Regions from separate parts of the Mus musculus genome. Here region 2 is linked to region 1. Evidence: chromatin contacts called from public HiChIP or PLAC-seq data. All regions are on one chromosome and are shown on one strand. The core of a region is the stretch at or near the end of the contact, and the rest is flanking DNA. Distances in the headings are between cores, read along the strand shown.

The links. HiChIP or PLAC-seq counts read pairs in DNA pulled down with a chosen protein or histone mark.
Region 2: a contact with region 1 is called in an H3K27ac HiChIP or PLAC-seq map of microglia, with 7 times the contacts expected there. The contact joins two enhancer-like sites. A contact is called at or near these places in 2 of 39 promoter capture datasets (liver and stem cell-derived epiblast-like cells) and 2 of 115 datasets of contacts at active chromatin or transcription factors (astrocytes and microglia).

What each region holds. Positions count from the first base shown.
Region 1 is chr14:73,252,309-73,255,024 of GRCm38.p6, forward strand. The region is part of intron 17 of Rb1 (RB transcriptional corepressor 1); the gene reads right to left. Among named protein-coding and RNA genes, the nearest start is that of Lpar6, 16 kb to the left of the region's middle. Within about 2 kb of position 1,338, at least 121 of the 459 cell types and tissues checked have an H3K27ac peak or open chromatin away from gene starts, as enhancers often do. A contact at or near this core is called in microglia, where this site is marked.
Region 2 is chr14:74,935,709-74,938,408 of GRCm38.p6, forward strand. The region is part of intron 1 of Lrch1 (leucine-rich repeats and calponin homology (CH) domain containing 1); the gene reads right to left. Among named protein-coding and RNA genes, the nearest start is that of Lrch1, 11 kb to the right of the region's middle. Within about 2 kb of position 1,338, at least 85 of the 459 cell types and tissues checked have an H3K27ac peak or open chromatin away from gene starts, as enhancers often do. A contact at or near this core is called in microglia, where this site is marked.

The sequences.
Region 1 (2,716 bases), core at 88-2,587:
ACACTCACACATATAATCTAATACAACTAAAAAAGCAAACACAAAAGCCTGTAGCAATCTTTAGTGAATGAGTCCTCCAGTGCACTAACATAATCATGTCTGCAATGGCATCGTCAGCGTGAGAGCAAAAGTACTAAAGCAGGCTTTGTGAGAGAAGGAGGCACAGACTGTTCCAAGAACCCTCCCACCCCACTAGCACACAAAGCTACTGCAGAAAATTGTCTGCTGTCTTCCCTTGTATAAAATACCTCCTTTTTACTCATGGCTGGCTTTTCATCTTCATCAGGAGTAATTTGCAGAGGGGTTGCTTTGTGCATTAGTTTGTGAATATAGGGTCTCCTTCTGTGACCTAGGCCTGCCTAGAACTCAGAAAACAAACTGCTGCTGCAGCTTTTGAATGCTGGGTTTTAGGTAACTGTTAGGGCCACCTTCATATCCTCGATCGCTGCACATTCCCAAATCTGTTGTAAGCAGTCTCTCATCCATGTGTGCTCACTAGTTTGACTCTTACTGGTCTGTCATCTTCCTTCCTTCCCTCCCTCTTTCCTCCTTCCTTTTTTCCTTTTTTTTTTTGCCATAGCTCAGCACAGCACTGTAATTCACTTCTCTACTAGATCACAAGTTCCTTGGAGGCTTGGGGCTATTTCTCATGTTTTGTTTCTTTCACTTGGGCAACTGCAGTTCTTTCCAAATGGCTGATATGCAGAAAGAAGGAGAAAGGAAGTAAAGAAGAAGAGGAAAATGAGGGCCCGGTATTGTCTTGGGAAAAAAAAAGGGCTTTTCTTAAATAATTTAGAAACTATGAAGTAATTCTTTTTGTCAGAGACACACAACCTAGAATATCCCTGAGCCCTATTTCAGCCAGTATCAACAATGTATTCTGAACAAAATAAAATATTTTTCACTTTGACTGTGAAGTCAAGTCTCCCAAGTTACCCAAGACCATAACAGTGAATTGTGGAAAATAGAGGTGTGATATTAAAGAGAAAATGGATCATGGTAAGATATGTTTTCAGAAAGAATTGATTTTAAGAAAAAAAAATCACATGGTAGAAAAAAATCACATTCCAGTCCCCTGGTTCTTGTGTAACTGTCAACATGGCCTGCGCTGTGTCATTGTCCTAACCCACAGTTTTAAAAGTTACTAAGTCAAGTAATCATTATCTCACAATTCAATTGTTTTCCTGTAAGGCACAATTCTTTGTAAACTGTAACTTAAAAAGAAAAAAAAAAAAAAAAAGCCAGCGTATTGTTTCACAGCCAATAGCACAGGCAGGCACGCAACCTTTGTGCCCAGTGCACCAGAGGTTAATGATTCACCACGGAACCAGACAATACAGGTTCTTTCTTTGGCTCCTTCCTTGGCTTTTACAGAGCCACAGGCTTTTCTCCCTTTTGTGTTCACTTCCTGTCAACACTGACTTTTCAAAAGATACCAAAACATCTCAAAAATCTGTTTGTGAGTTTGCTACCAAATCAGGACTCAAACAGGCTGAGTCACTTACTACCATAGTACTGGTGTATAATACTGTGCTTCATGTAATATCTGGGGAAAGAACTGACAAGAAAAATGTTTAACCTTTATATGTAAGAGTATAGTGATCAAAACTAATGTATAAGAACATAGTAATCAAATTAGCTGCATAAGCAAACTCCCTTGTGTTTGGTGACTGAGTCAGCCACGTCTGTCAGTATTTACAGACACAACTTTCTTGTGGTTTTCTAGATAGTATTAAGAGGAAATAATGAACTACTAGCACTTCGGTGTCTCCACAGAGTCAGCTGTACTCCAGAACAGCCCCCACAGAAACACTGTCCTAAACAGTCCTCAGGGACTTCGACATCATAGTTATATGGATCTCACCAATCATGAAGCCTTTCACTTAGAAACTGACAGCCCTGCTGGAGAACAAGAACCAGATTTTGTGGTTTTAAACAACTACAAAACTGAAATAAATAAATAAATAAATAAATAAATAAATAAATAAATAAATCAAAACAAAACAAAACAAAACAAAACAAAACAAAAAAACAGTTCTCAAATGGTGAGCAGCAGGACAAAGGCCCACGAGAGTCCCATGAGACAGCATGCTGCAGCCCACTGCAGGGAAAGTATCCTAGCCGAAACACCGACAGACAATGATGGGAATGGAAACCCACTGGCTCCCAACAAACACAAGTCAACAGCACTGAGGGGACAGGATTCACACAACAGAGCTGAGCAGGTCTGTGGAGACCCACTTCAGCTGGGGCACAGCAGTCCACACCCATGAGATAACTCCCCAGGACTAAAGACGAAGAAGCCCTGGGGGAGCAGAGGCACTGCTGGAGTCCAAACTGCTTCCTACCTGCCACAGTAGACGAGCTTATGATCCATCTACAGGCAGCAGCAGGTAAAGTACTTACAAGATCACCTCTTGGATAGTGGGGGAAATTAGAAAAAGTTTCTGGAATCAGAAAGAAACAAACAAAAAAAGAAAAAAGAAGAGAAAAAGAAAAAGAAAAAGCTGGAGGGAGGGGAGGGAGTACAAAACAATTAAGCTACTTACAATTTAAATGTGTCCCAAAGCACAACTCAAGAATATTATTAAGAATATGAAAATATCCAGGAACCAGTAAGGCAAAATTCACAATATTTAACGTCTAGTAAAATATCACTGCCAGGCAGTGGTGGTGCACGCCTTTAATCCTAGCACTTGGGAGGCAGAGGCAGATG
Region 2 (2,700 bases), core at 88-2,587, 1.7 Mb after region 1:
AGCCCCCTGCTGGTTCCCAACCCTCACTATGGCCCCCTCCCCCTTCTCAAACATGCCCCCTCTATTTTCAAGTCCTCTTTTAAAAAGTCTAGATTCTGGATATGAGGGGAAAACAAGCCAAATTATCTTTTGAGCCTCATTTATTTTGCTTACCACGATCTCCAGTTCCATCCATTTTCCTGCCTGGCAGCTGAGTATGACACCATACTCATGTATATCTGTCACATCTTACTGATGGACATCTGAGCTGATTCATACCTTGGCTATCACAAATAGCACGGCAGTAAACACAGGCATGCAGGTGTCTCTGCTGTACAGGGATGTGAACTCCCTAAATCCATGCTAGTTCCATTTCATGGGTTTTTTTAAGGGATTACTTTAATATTATCTTTATAGAGTCCATGTGTATGTGGCTACGCCTGCATGTACATATGTGTACCACATGCGTGCAAAAGCCTACAGAGGTCAGAAAGGGAGTTGGATACCCTGGAACTGAAATTACAGATGGTAGTGAACCACCATGGGTGTGCTGGGAACCGAACCCAGGTCCTCTGCATGAGCAGTAAGTGCTCGTAACCCCTGAGCCATCCCTCCAGCCTCCTTGGTTTTTGAGGACAATGATTTCCATAATGGACATGCTAATATACATTCCCACCAATACTGTATGAATAATGGTTCCCTTTTCCCCAAAGCTGGACAAGCATTTGCTGTTTGACTTCTTGTTAGCTGACAGGTCTCATTATATAAAGCTTGAACTAGCCTGAAACATGCAACATAGCCCAGGCTAGGCTCAAAAATCCTACTGCAGCCTCCTGCATGCTGAGCTGAAAGGCATGTGTCACCACACCAGAGTTCATTTTTACCAGCTATTTTATCCACTATTTGCTTTGATGGAATTTTTTTGTCCACCTCCTCCAGAATTCCTTGTAAGTCACTTGACTTACAGATGTCATATAAAGCTGGCTGGGGAAAAGACAGCAGACTGACTAACAAGGCACAAGTTTGGGACAACCTCACCATAGATTCAAGATAACAAGTGAAAGTTCAGAGTCTCAAGGCAAGAAAGAGAAGGCAGATAAGCAAGGGAATCTATCGAACTATTCTGGTTTGAGAGATCTGTAAGGCATACACAAACACATATGCATGTACATACACCTCTCTCTCTCTCTCTCTCTCTCTCTCTCTCTCTCTCTCACACACACACACACACACACACACACACACACATATGCACACACACATGCACACACACAATCAGGAAAGTCCCTGTCTAGCCACTCTCATGAGCCAGTCAAGGAGGAAGAAACTTAAACTTGAGGAGAGCACAGCACTTCCCCTTTTTTCTAAGATGGAAACAATCCTAGGCCCCTGGTAGGTCATTGAAAGCACAGCTAATACTCAACTCTGTCTACAGAAGGCTTCTTCCTGTCTATGCATGCCTATGCTAAGGCGTAATTTCCCAATGAAGCACAGTGGGACATAAGAAACAGTAACTACTAGGGGTTAGAGAGATGGCTTGACAGTTAAGAGAACTTGCTACTGTTGCAGAAAATCTGAGTTGAGTTCCCAGACCCCACCTCAGGCTCCCAATCTCTTGTAACAATGTCACCTCTGGCCTCCTTAGGTGCTTGCTCTCACAGTGCACTTACCCATACACAGACACTCACAAATAGACGTCATTAAAAATAGGAATAATTACAAAAAATTAATGATAAAAATACTGTAATAAATGTGGTCTTTTGCGGGGTATATGTGCACATATGCCTGCTTGCACATGTCGTGGCCAGAGGACAACCTGAGGTGCCACCCCCAACATACCCCCTTTACAAGACAGTCTCTTCAGGCAATGTCTGTCTTTACTGCTCTCGCACACACACACACACACACACACACACACACATATCTACATGATATCCTACTGTAGTATATTCATCCTCTTAGTGCCGATATAAGATGACACAATGCCCATACAATAGGACAAATAGGACAAAGAGAGATGGGTGATAAAGGTATGCTGACAGAGACTCACACTACTACATAAGGGATACCTGTACACTAATGTTACACTGCACCAGTTCGCCAGATTACCAAAAAAAAGACTACTAAGTGATTGACTTACGACTTATTTATTTCTGGAATTTTCCATTTAATATTTTTGGACAACAGGTGGCCACAGGTTAACAAAAACCATGGAAGTGGAGTCACTGTGAGGGAAGGCTACTTATACACAAAGGGGAAAAAAAAATAAAGAAATACAAAATGCATGAGGAAATGGCACTAACTAATGCGCCTTGGAGCGACATATGAGTCAATGCTCCGATGCAAAAGAAGAGGTTGACAGGGAGGTGGCTTGCTTCCGACAGGCCAGTGGCTACACGGAATATGAACTGGGCGTGCAGAATTCCATAGAGCAGTGAAGAGTGGGACCATGTGACCGAAGACGTGGAAAAGCAAAACGAAAACAGTCTAAAGAGGCAAGGTAGGCAGTCTATTGATGGCGCAATTTTGAACTGTCACTGTGGTCTGCAGAGATCAAGGGCATTAAGTCAGGACTACGCTAAAGTTCTGTACCAGGTCAGGAATGCTGACACTGTAGGACACACCATACCACATAAACACCAAAAATATGGAAGAGTATCAGTGGAGTACATGACCCAACAAATGTACAGTGCCCATGGGGTCTGCTGTCAAGAGCGTGGC